Linked DNA regions of Mus musculus: regions 2, 3 and 4 are each linked to region 1. The links are chromatin contacts, called in public Micro-C, promoter capture Hi-C and targeted proximity ligation maps. All regions are on one chromosome and are shown on one strand. The core of a region is the stretch at or near the end of the contact, and the rest is flanking DNA. Distances in the headings are between cores, read along the strand shown.

Evidence for each region. Promoter capture Hi-C pulls out the DNA fragments that hold promoters and counts their contacts. A called contact is a pair of places that touch in the nucleus more often than the background predicts.
Region 2: a Micro-C map of embryonic stem cells shows a contact between it and region 1, with 10 times the contacts expected there. A contact is called at or near these places in 6 of 39 promoter capture datasets (the C10 cell line, cranial neural crest, embryonic stem cells and 1 more), 10 of 484 Hi-C or Micro-C datasets (all in embryonic stem cells) and 5 of 130 datasets of targeted methods (astrocytes and embryonic stem cells).
Region 3: a contact with region 1 is called in a targeted proximity ligation map of forebrain, with 5 times the contacts expected there. A contact is called at or near these places in 2 of 39 promoter capture datasets (cranial neural crest and hippocampal neurons), 3 of 130 datasets of targeted methods (embryonic forebrain, embryonic limb bud and forebrain) and 1 of 9 other capture datasets (embryonic stem cells).
Region 4: a contact with region 1 is called in a promoter capture Hi-C map of hippocampal neurons, with 2.8 times the contacts expected there. A contact is called at or near these places in 2 of 39 promoter capture datasets (hippocampal neurons and stem cell-derived epiblast-like cells), 3 of 130 datasets of targeted methods (astrocytes, embryonic forebrain and embryonic stem cells) and 1 of 9 other capture datasets (embryonic stem cells).

The regions. Positions count from the first base shown.
Region 1 is chr19:25,671,030-25,673,811 of GRCm38.p6, forward strand. It overlaps Dmrt2 (doublesex and mab-3 related transcription factor 2), which reads left to right and starts at 1,382. Exons shown (of 4, transcript NM_145831.3): 1 at 1,382-1,729; 2 at 2,387-2,782. The coding sequence starts at 2,423. 2610016A17Rik (RIKEN cDNA 2610016A17 gene) reads right to left here and starts at 1,210. Exons shown (of 2, transcript NR_045347.1): 1 at 1,049-1,210; 2 at 105-416.
Region 2 is chr19:27,215,558-27,218,460 of GRCm38.p6, forward strand. Vldlr (very low density lipoprotein receptor) reads left to right here and starts at 1,463. Exons shown (of 18, transcript NM_001161420.1): 1 at 1,463-2,139. The coding sequence starts at 2,058. The region is part of intron 3 of Gm35438 (a long non-coding RNA gene); the gene reads right to left.
Region 3 is chr19:26,677,276-26,680,123 of GRCm38.p6, forward strand. Smarca2 (SWI/SNF related, matrix associated, actin dependent regulator of chromatin, subfamily a, member 2) reads left to right here. Exons shown (of 33, transcript NM_011416.2): 16 at 1,041-1,107; 17 at 1,799-1,909. Among named protein-coding and RNA genes, the nearest start is that of Gm20616, 55 kb to the left of the region's middle.
Region 4 is chr19:26,715,172-26,718,073 of GRCm38.p6, forward strand. It overlaps Smarca2 (SWI/SNF related, matrix associated, actin dependent regulator of chromatin, subfamily a, member 2), which reads left to right. Exons shown (of 33, transcript NM_011416.2): 26 at 944-1,021. Among named protein-coding and RNA genes, the nearest start is that of Gm20616, 93 kb to the left of the region's middle.

The DNA.
Region 1 (2,782 bases), core at 132-2,631:
TACCAAGGATTAGTTCCCCCGCTGCCTCAGTGGGGAGCCTTGAAGCTAACAAGTCGCCCCTCAAGGCCCCCAGAGACACTGAAAGAAAAAAATCTACAGGAACATATAGAAAGTCATCTTTATACATTAACTGGATATTAGGAAGCGTTCAACCTCACAAGGGCCTGAGAATACCTGCGCTTCCGGCAGGGAGGCAGGCAGGCAGGCAGCTGGTCTTTGTTCTCACTTAGGCGAGCTTGGTTGACTTGGAATTTTCTGACAGGTTCGGATTAGAGGAAAAGAATCAGCTCCGAAATTTTCTCCCATCAACAGATATCCATCGCCACTGTAGCGCGTGCCCAGGAAATCGACAACCTGTTTTCTGATGTGTTTTCTAACCCGCTCTTCCTGCGGAGGGCTGGATCTTAAGGAGAACCCTTTAAAGAAGCATCGATGGGATTTTTAAATTTAGCTTAAGGTAATAGACTGTCGCGTTGCTTAAAGGACTTCTCTATTATTCGTGGGAAATTTGACTTTGTTTCAAACATTTTTGTGAAGGGTATTTTGAGAGAGAGAGAAAGAGAGAGAGAGAGAGAGAAGAAAGTTAGTTTTCTTGATAATCACTCATTCACACATGCTAAAAGGCTGCTACGTTTTAAAAGTTTTTGTATAAATGCTTGCTTAGATTGAATATTTTTTTGTATCTAAAATTGCTAATGGCGTGGTTTATTTCTATTTGCTCCCAGAATGGACTGTGCTATCCACTGATAACAGGAAACCGTAGATGGGCTGTAGTCGTTGCTGCCACCTGCCTCGCAAGCTCTATGGAAGTAAGGAACTGCTTTGCACCTCGGAGTTATCCACAAACTACAGATATTTGTAAGACATCTGGGCGCTGACCAGCAAGATAAACATGGACTTGTTCGTGCGGAGAGAAGGATGCCAGAGTGCCCACTTTAGAGTGGCCTCTTCTCTCGGCCCAACTGCCGGTCGATGGTTAAACACCGGAGATTATGATATCATCGATAGAAATCAACGCTAACCTTTCTGATCTCTACCCCTTAGTTACCTTCTCGAGAACAACGCGATGTATAAGAGTACGAGAATCAGCTTGTTCTCTAGTCGGCGAGATAAAAGGCGACTGCTCCGCCGCAACCACTGCCCACATTTTTAGGTTTAGCTTCTGGATCAGGGACCCGGCTGCAGCGAAGGCTGGCGGGTGGACTCCGGCGGCGCAGTAGCGCTAAAGGGAAGCTTCCACTGGGCTGAGGAGGAGGGCGCTCAGCCCTAGTGCTCCGGCCAATCGGCGTGCACACCGCCTGAAAACCAACCAATCAGAGGACGCAGAGCTCGGGGTGGGGGTGGGTGGTGGATAATACTAGGAAGGGGAGCTCAGGTCCCCGACTGCAGTGAGTGTCTCTGCGCCGAAAGCAAGCAGGGTGCGCCTGAGGCGGAGTCCTGGGTCCGGGCCGGACCTTTTCCGTCCTCTTTGGACCAGAAGTGGGAAGTGAAGTGAGGCGATCCAGGGTGCAGAGGACCGAACAGAACTTTGCAGAATTTGGAATGTACGGGGTGAGGTTGCTGAGGCCTTGACTCGCCTCCGGCCTCTGTCCCCCGGTCGCCATCCAGTGGGCTCCCGCCTCCTGCTCTCAGACCCAATTCTGTTTGCTCCCACTGCCTGCAGCTCCGGGGGACAGATCCTGAAGCTGGCTCTCTTTTAACTGGGTTGCTAGCCTGAGCCTGGTTCTTGGTGAGTGCTGTGTTGTCGCCGCTGCTCGGGAGCCAGGGAGGGCACGGGGCGTGACTCTTCACTACGGCTTCTTTCTGTTTCTGGTTGTCTTGCCTTAAAGATGAAAATCAAGTTCCCTCAACCTTGTGCGGCTCAAGCACTACTGATACCAGACCAGCTTCTTCAGCTTCATGGCTGTGTCCCCCACTCCCTGTGTGTGTCCTATATAGAGCATCGGTTTAGGGGAACCGGAGGGACGAGAAGACCTCTCTAGAGTCTTTGTGGTGGTGTAGGTCAATGAGAGACATTTGGAAAACGAGGTTTCAAGGTCCCTTGTAATAAAAGGAAAGATAGTTGTACCTTCGACATTTTTATATTTATCATGGCCATGTTAACTGGCTGTGGAAAAGCCTGACAAGTGGCTTAAACTGGCCAGTTAGTAAGGTCAGTGGGTGACTTGTCTGGAAAGGCAGACAGGACTCAGGTTAAAGGTCAGGTGCACAGACCACTTAGAATTAGTAAAATACAAGCTTCGTTGAACTGTGGATCTCGGGTGTGGCCTGTAGAAGAAAACTGAGTAATTCAAGGGGGAAAGCTGGCCTTGCAGAAATTCTGGGCCGAGTCTCAGAGAGGGTCCCTAATTGCGACGGGTCTTTAGGCCTTTTTCTGTCTCCCTAGCGCGCGGGCAACCGAGCCGAACGACAGTCTAGTGTCATGACGGAAGGGCAGGCAGTCCCGGGAGTCGGGGACTGGGAGATCGACGTGGAAAGCCTAGACCTGGAGGAAGATAGCTGTGGGACTCCACTGCGGGCCACGCCGCCGCAGGAACCCAGTCCGGCGGCGGCCGATGGGGAGGAGGACGAGGACGAAGAAGAGGAGGATGAAGATGTGGAGGACGAGGGTGACGGCGAGGAGCCCGGCGTGTCCTCGGAGGTGCCAGGCCGGCCAGAGCAGCCCGGGGGACTGGCACCCAGGCCACCGCCTGCTGCTCAGGCGCTGCCAGCCGCCGCCGCCGCCCCTGAGCGCGGTGCCACCGCCGGTGGCGGCGCAGAGCCGCGCAAACTGAGCCGCACA
Region 2 (2,903 bases), core at 213-2,712, 1.5 Mb after region 1:
ACAAGCTTGTGACGTCTCAGTTAACTATGGAGCCTGTTCATATTGACTATTTATTGACTTCACCTATGTCCCCCACCCATTTCATCAGGTGTAAAGTGACTATGAGCTTTTCAAGCCCCAGGGATACGAAAGTTAGACCATCCCCCTCAAACTTGGTCTGTGGACTGGTACTGGCTGTGATCACGTGTTCACCATGCAGTTTCCGCCCATCTCCTACCCTCTGATTATACACAACAGCATCCACAGTGAGCAGCTTTGAAAGACCCCATCTGCATGTGAGATTATCCATCACAATGAGGCTAAATTACACCGATCAAAATGTACCCTGGCTGAGAATTACCCCCAGGGTCTCCTGGGTACATGAGAACATCTCTCCTAGTAGACTGTCCCCAGAGAACTGCTCAAGAGAACCAAGGTGACATTACAATGCCAGAAGGAAGCTAGGACATGGAATCTGAAATCTGTCAACTTTGATTCATTCGAGGTACAGCAACTTATAAAACAGAAGCACATACACACATATTAACAGGTGAAATAATTTGGAAAAATCTGTGGTATACCACAGAAAGCATCTCAACCAAGGCGATGTGTTCAAGAAAACTGAAGTACACTAAGAACAAACCATAAACTTAGGTCCTGTCTGGCACCCACCTCCCTCCAATCTATCCTCTCTGGGAGGGTTGACTTCTTTCCCTCCACAATGCTTATAATTGAACGTTACAAACTATACCAAGAATAAATCTACCGGGGTCCCCTTCCTCCAACCAGAAAAAGGTTAAGCTTTTAATTACAGGCCCTCAAACTATCATTTTGTGCAATTAGCAATTAACTCTAATCGTTGATGAGAGAATGCAGAGCTGCGCTGGCAATTTCCCTCCTCCCCATCCCAGACTCGGTTATTTTAGTCTTGTTCTATTACAGAGGACAAGCCACAACCGCGGGAGCGCTCTTGTTCTTTCTCTCTTTCTCTTTCACACACTCTTACTTAAAGCCACATTTAATTTTTAACAAAATGGCATCTCAGCTTGCCATTGAGATGGGACTCCGAACCCCACAGCAGAACAGCGGAGCTTTCGCACCCCTCCTCTTCATCACTTTCAGGTTGGAAAGAAGAGTCCCCCGGAAGATGCTACCTACCGACCTCACTACATCAGCCCTTCCTAGGGGCTCAGGAGAGGGAGGAAAAGGGTTCCTTGCTGCCCCCCAGACCCCTCAACTGCCAGCCCCATCAAGCCTGGAGGCGGTGGCAAGAGCAGCAATAGTTGCATCAGCGCTCCTAGCCAAGGCGCCAGGAGGGTACAGTAGCAACTGTAGGGAGCTAGGGAGCGCACAGCTGCTGCGGCCGCAGGTTCCCTGGATCAGGAAATTAGGACAGGCACCCGGGATTGGAGGTGAGGACGGTGCGCGAGCCAACCAGCGGCCGCCCCGGGTCCCCCGTGAGCCCCGGGCCAACGCGCGGAGCAGTCGAGCCCCTGGAGCCATCCGGATGGCGGCGGCGACAGCCCCAGCCCCAGCCACTCACGCACGCACGCTGCCACTTGCCCCCGCACCCTCCTCACTGCGCGCGGGAGAGCGGTGCGTGCCTGAGCTGCTGGGCTGAGCTCCCCCGCTGGGGTCCCCGCGCCGCTCGGCCGCGCTCCTGCGGCCGCCCGGGTGGTTGCCCCCAAACCGCTCACTTGAGCTGTCCTCGGTGGCGAACGGGCTCCCCGCCCCCTCCTCCCGCGCCGTTCCCTCCCCTCTCCCTCCCCTTCTCTGCAACGCCTGCATTATTTTCCGCCCGCAGGGTCCGCGCGCACACCGCGGCCGCGGCGGGGGAGGTGACCGGGTGGGTGGTTGGGTGGGTGGCTGGCGGGGAGTAGAGTGTGCAAGTTGCAGGGAAAGGGTGCCCGCTCCTTGCGTGCTCTCCGTGCTCCCGGCTCTTCACTCCTTCCCCCTCCTCCTCGTCTCCTCCCTCCCCGCCCCCACCTCCTTCTTCCTCTCCGAAGGGCTGGTAACTTGTTGTGCGGAGCGAACGGCGACAACGACGGCGCGACGGAGGCACCATCCGGGCGGGCAGCATGGGCACGTCCGCGCGCTGGGCGCTGTGGCTGCTGCTCGCGCTGTGCTGGGCGCCCCGGGACAGCGGCGCCACTGCAAGCGGTGAGTGGGGACGCGCCCCTCCGCACTCGGCCCGAAACAAGCCGAGGCGTCCGCGATCGCCGCGTTCTGGGGGACCCCGGGGCTCCTCTTGCCCATCCCCTCCTAGCAGGCGCCTCTCCACGCTCCTCTCCTGCCTCCCCTCCCCACCCGGGTGGCGCCTCTGAGCTGTCAGAGCCGAGGTTACTGGGAGCCAGGCCCGGGGGACGGTGGGGTTTAGGGTGTCCTAAAGCGTCCCTTGAACTTGTTGTCATTCTTCTGTGTCCCCCTTCTTCCCAGAACCTCTGTTTTACATGGTTTTCACCCCCCATTGACAAGGGCTAGGGGATGTGGGCTTTGGAGCCACTGAACAATGGTTCTGCCTCCTCTGCCAGGCGGGCTGTTAGGACCGTGGCAGAGCACGGGGCCTGGAAGCCCGAGTGCGCCCCTCAGACTTAAGCAGGGTTGAGAGCGCACAGTGGGTGAAGGTGGGCGTCTCCGAGGACACCGGGCGCCAGGTGCCGGCCGAGCCGGGAGTCCTCGCGCTGCCGTGAGCAAGCGCACGTTCGGTGGGCGGCAGCCTGGAGGCCGAGCCATGACAAGTACGCAGCCTGCGCCCGGGACTGAGACTCCCCAGGCGCCGGGCCGTCTCTCGGGCTCCAAGAGTGGCTTTCAACTGGACTGTCCTCCGAGTGCTTTTCTTTCTCCCATCCCCGGGGATTCCGCAGCTACTGCGGCTTTTAAAAACCTCTGGGGTCTCTGAGATAACTGAACGGGGGAGGGGAGTG
Region 3 (2,848 bases), core at 221-2,720, 1.0 Mb after region 1:
AGGGAAAGGTGAGGGCATTTTTAAAATTTCCTAGAAATATTTTCTTTGTATTCACACTTACACACACACACACACACACACACACACACACACACACCTCCAAAAGATTCTAGCGTTGTACATTTTCCTTATTGTATCTTTTAAAGAAGAATAGAAATCAAAACCATGGCTACAAATTCCGCAAATCCAAGTAAGCTTCGCACGTACACTTTGTGTTTCAATGGCCTGCCGCCCTGGAAGGACCAGTCTCTGCTGTGTCCAGCCCAGCCCCAGTTCCTCACCCACTGAATGGCTCCCCCTGGTCTGTAGCCAACACGCCGAGTAAAGATGAGCTATTCATATCCACCTTCCCTTAGTCCAGTGCTTCGGTGTATGTGTGTCTCGGCCTTTAGTCACTGAGACCTTGTTGTGGCTCGCAGTCCCGAGACACGTGCAGGAAGAACAAGGCTTTTTGTTTTGTTTTTCCTTCAGTTCTTTCTCTTCTGACCAAGGCTGAGTTATCTGCCTTCATATTGTTCACATGCCCTTTTGTGTTCAAACTATATTTTCAGGGCTGACTTGGATATTATGGTTTCACTTTGGAGGAATAAGAAAAAAAAAAAAGATTCGGTATTTCTTCCCTGCGTCCTTTGACAGGTCTATTTACTGTTTTCAGGTGGTTTTGTAATTTCTCTCTCCTGATTTGAGTAGCTTTCCAGAACTGTATAGATCTCAAACCCTCCAGCCGTTGTTGGGTTTCGGAACCATAGGAGGAGTCTGCTACATCGCTCACTGTCTTTATATACTTGGGAATTGTTTCTTATGAGATTTTTTTTTTTAAATGAAGTGTAAAACTGTCGTGCTTTGTGGCAGCTTATTTCTAACTTGCCTCTTACCTGCATAGCTTTAAAATAAATATGTGTCTGGGATAGTTTATATTCTCTAGCCCCTCTTAGGGCAAGGGCTAGAAATAAGTAACAGGTTTCCAGTAACTGACTTTTATATATGTGTGTGTACGTGTGTGGGTTTTTACTGTTTTTCGTTGTTGTTTCTTTTTGTAGGACTCTGTCTAACTGGACATATGAATTTGACAAATGGGCTCCTTCTGTGGTGAAAATTTCTTACAAGGTTTGGAGCATTGTGTTTCTATATAAACCTGGAAGAAAAAAAAAAAAAACACAAACCCTGAGCTATGTTTTCTCCCTTGCATGTGCACATCTGTGAACTGTATCTGGCTGTAAAGTTTTGTCATGTACATCATGTACTAAACAGTGAGAGTTAATCATCCCAAGAAGATTACTGTAATAAACCATAATTACTTTCAGATAGTGAAATGCAGAAGAAAATTGTTAATTATCATATTGCGAGGTTTCTGATGAGAGTAATACAAATGACAAATATCACACTTTTCTGTGTGCTGCTGACTGGCTTGCTGTGGGCCTCTACTGTGCCGACAGCTCCTCCTGCCTTGGCAGGCAATTACGGGGCACCGGGCTGCCTGCTGCACTCTCCCACAGAAAGAGAGCCTTTCAGCCAAGCAGCGGGTTCCCCACGACTACTGCAAGCTCACTGCAATTTCCTCCTCTCTCTCTCTCTCTCTCCCCTTCCTCAGTCGTAAGTGGGAAACCTTCCTGTAAGGACCTGGAAAGGGTCAAGATACGTGTGGTTTAGCTTCCACTTTCTTCAGAGATAATAGATCACTATATGATAATACATTTATGTGCACATCGCCTGTCCAGGCTCCATTAAGCTCTGAACAGTGAGAAATCGCACCTATGTGCTTCCAGTGGGTAATCGATGTATTTTTCTTCCCATTCAGGGTACCCCTGCCATGCGACGCTCCCTCGTTCCCCAGCTACGGAGTGGCAAATTCAATGTCCTCCTGACTACTTACGAGTACATTATAAAAGACAAGCACATTCTTGCAAAGGTATGGTTTTTTTTTCTTTAATTTTTTTTTTTTTATCTCTAATTGTGGATCATCTCACTGGAGTATAAAGTATCCTGCAAATTATACTCAACAGTATCATTTGGTCATTGGATGGCTGGATTTTTTTTTTTTCCCTCTTCAGGTTTTTTTTTTTTCCTCCTGAAATCTTGGTCACAGGATTTAATATTTTTGTATGGTATTTTGTGTGTGTTTGTGTGTGAGAGAGAGGGAGACTGGGGCGGGGGGTGGGGGGACTGAGAGAAGAAGAGGAGGGGAAGAAAGAAATGCCTTCGGTTGATGTACCCTGGGCCCTTTCCTGGTCATTTGTAGTGAGTTCCCATCTTTTTGGGTTGTTTAGGGGTTTTTTTTTGTTTGTTTGTTTCTTTGTTTTATGAGTATGAGTGTTTTGCCTGCAGACATACAAGTGTGCAGGGCCTGTGGAGGCCAAGGGGGGCATCAGACCCCCTGGGACTGGAGTTAGAGAGGGTTATGAGCTTCTATATGAGCACTTGGAATAGAACCCCGATTCCCCTGCAAAAGTAGCCATCTCTCCAGCCCCACTTACACATCTGTTAAGAAAATTCACCTGGGTTCCACTTCTCTCCAGCAGCTCTGAATGTGCTTGGAAAGAAATAATTGTTTTTGTTGCCCTGGGTTACTGTCAGCAGGGCTTCGTTCCTCTTGTGCCTCTCTCTCTCTCTCTCTCTCTCTCTCTCTCTCATAGGCACCTCTCCAGATGGTGCCCCCCACCAGAGCTTGTCTCCAAGCTGAAGCTTGTGTGCTTTATCTGTTTTCAGGTTTTCCTGGTAAAAAATAATGGGCCATTACTGTTTAAATTACTCAGGGCTGCTCGTGTGGCTATTTCTTTGGCACAGAGAAAGAGTTGTGTCTGTGACCCTCCCTGGCTCCTCATTTGAATGTCCAAAGTTGTCCTTTAGC
Region 4 (2,902 bases), core at 105-2,604, 1.0 Mb after region 1:
TTGTTAAGTCCTGAGCCCATTCTCCAGCTAATCTGCTTCCTTGTCAGGTGAAGTGCAATATTTAGACAGAGTCACTTTAATCAACATGGAGGTGAATGAAATCGGAAGGGTTTTCAGTAATAATGATTATCTTGAATCATTCTTTATTGGATTGCATGTATTTCTAAGAGTGATTAAGTCCCTTTGGTATGCAAGGTGTCTTGGGAGCTGACATCATCTATCTTAGGCTGCTGGTGTTATTATTATTTTTTTTTAAATCATGGAAACCACAGCATACTGTTTGTTCCTAAAACCTTGAGAACTATTTATTTCTGAAAATTAGCAGGTAATGTGCCTTTGTTTAATAGGATATAAAATTTAGGAACATTTTGTACCATCATCAATAATAGTGCCTGTCAAAATACATAGATCCAACTTATCTTAAAGGTTCTGTATTTAGTATCTATATATGATTTTTTTTTCTTTTGCCTCATCCTGGTGCATAGTGACAAAAACCTCACTGTTTTGGGTAAATCTTTGAAAATAAACATTCATGTTTGCAGTATCTGCAGTATCATCAATGGATTTAGTAGAATTAACATTAAGTAGTTGTGCCTGGAGCTGGCTTCCTCCCGTGAAGTAGATGTGAAGTAGATGTCACGCCTGTGTTACAGATGAGGTCATGGAGGCGGGAGACATTAAGTAGCTTGCTTTAAAAGTAACAGAAAAGATCCACACCCAGGAGAGCTCGTGTTTCTTAGAGAGCAGATTTCCCGCCCTAGACAGATTTCCTGCTGGAAAGACGGTCTGAAAAGCTCAACCTCTCAAAATACCAACGGCAGGTACTAAGCTGAGAGACCCTTCCTCCCCTTTCTGTCCTGAGAAGTAGGGCAGAACATCCCCCCACAAACTATCCAGTCTCTGTTCTTAAAGCCTCTTCTGATCATTCTGTTGCTGAATCCAGGAAGAAGATGAGGTACCAGACGACGAGACCCTGAACCAGATGATTGCTCGCCGGGAGGAAGAATTTGATCTTTTTATGGTAATGTTGCAGGAATTATGGGAAAGGACTATCTCTCCCCACCCCTCCCCACCTCCCCTTTTTGTTATCCAGACTGCCCGCCCCGCAGCCTGCATACTGGGCAGAACCTAGGCCCTGAAGTCTGTGCGTTGCTTTTGGTTCAGAGTCTGCAAACTGGCTGGCTTTAGCCGGCAGACATATTGTGTTTGGCCCACATAGCAGTTCTTGAAATTTTGCATTTGTTGCCAGCATGAAAAGAATCTCGATTTCTGGCTTCCTTTGGAAAGTGAGATGGGGCGGTGTTTGGCCCACAGCTCGGTTTGGAGGCAGTTGGCCAGAGCTGAGTCGCAGCTTCACCCTTCACACAGGGTATGCGGTCCCTAGTTCACCAGGGACCCAGTCCTCATCCCAGGCCAGAGTCACACTGGGCAGCTGTCCATTCTGCTTGCATTCAGTTTGCAGCTGTGGCTTAGCCAGCTTCTTCCTGAATAGGAGCAGGTGAACAGCAACAGCCTGTGAAGTTGTTGCAGGGAAGACACTTAAGGGAATAGAACCTTTGCCTGCGTGCATAGGAAGATACGGCCGTGATCCAAAGAGCAGAACCTGCTCTATGTTAGAGGAGCTCGGTGTTTTAGAATGTGTTGCCTGTGGCTTTAACCTTGAGGTTCCATGAAGCGTAGCATCACCTATAAGTTTCCTGAAACCTCAGTTTGACTTACATGTGAGATGCACTACATTCCACAGTGGTTGGGGAACAGGCCCAATCTGTGGGGGAGGCTGCTCAGCGGCTGCAGAATGGTGGCTACTGCCTTCTTCGGGCTTTTACACTCTCATCTTAAATGACTAGAACAGTCCCGGGCACGTAGTGCTTATGTGCAATAGATTACCGAATGAGGGTGGTGATGGTTGTGGTTTCAGGGTTTGTCCAGATGACAAGACAGATCCAGATGAATAAGGGGTAAGGCTTCCTCCAAAGCATTCAGCCATTCTGACTTTCGTGTCAGGCATTTAGCGTGACCGTGAGGGACGGGATATGTATGCACTATGGCTGGGGTGTAGTAGCACTGAAGAACCCTGATCACAGGCACCTGTTAGAAAGCCATGGGGTCCTGGAACCCCCCCACCCTTGTGTAAGCAAAGCACCTGGAAAGGAGAGGCATAGTAAAGATGTGGTTGCCGGTGCTGGGGCTGCAAGGTGGAGATGTGAGACCCTTTTAAGCAGAAATTACAACTTTTGAAGAGATGCTAGGAATCGACCCTTTTTGGCGAACTCTCAGCATTAAGGTTTGCAACTACATTCAGGACCTTTATTAATATTATTCCATAACACTGCAGGCCAAAGAGAACACAGCTAAGCCAAATATGACCCGATGGGTTTGTAATCTCTGCCTTTTAAGCTTAGGGAGGGTGAGAGAATAGAACCAAGGCTGTGTGGACGCTTATGTCATTTTCATGGGGGGAGGGGGATTATTTGCTTGTGGCCTTTGTCTAGAGAACGCAGATTATGCCCACACATAATGATTCACAATGAAAGACCATTACCTCTTTCCCAGGCAGAAAAGCAGGCAGCCATAGCAGTGGCTCCCAGCTTTAGGAAATGTATTACTTTGCTACCCAGGTGAGGCCATTTTAGGGAGACAGGGCATTAATGTGGGTTCTGCATTAATGTGGGGTTCTGCTGTTACTCCCTACAATTATAGATTAGACTTTTAAATAGGGGGGTTGGGGATACACATCAGAAAGCAACATCTATCTTTGAGGCACTTACCAAGGGGTAGGAGACTAGGGAACCCTGAGGCAGAAAGGCTTTCCTGGCCTTTCCTGGCACTCACTCAACACTACAATGGCCTCAGATACTCCCAAATTAGGTTACACTCAGAAATCGGCCTTCCCTGGCAGCGC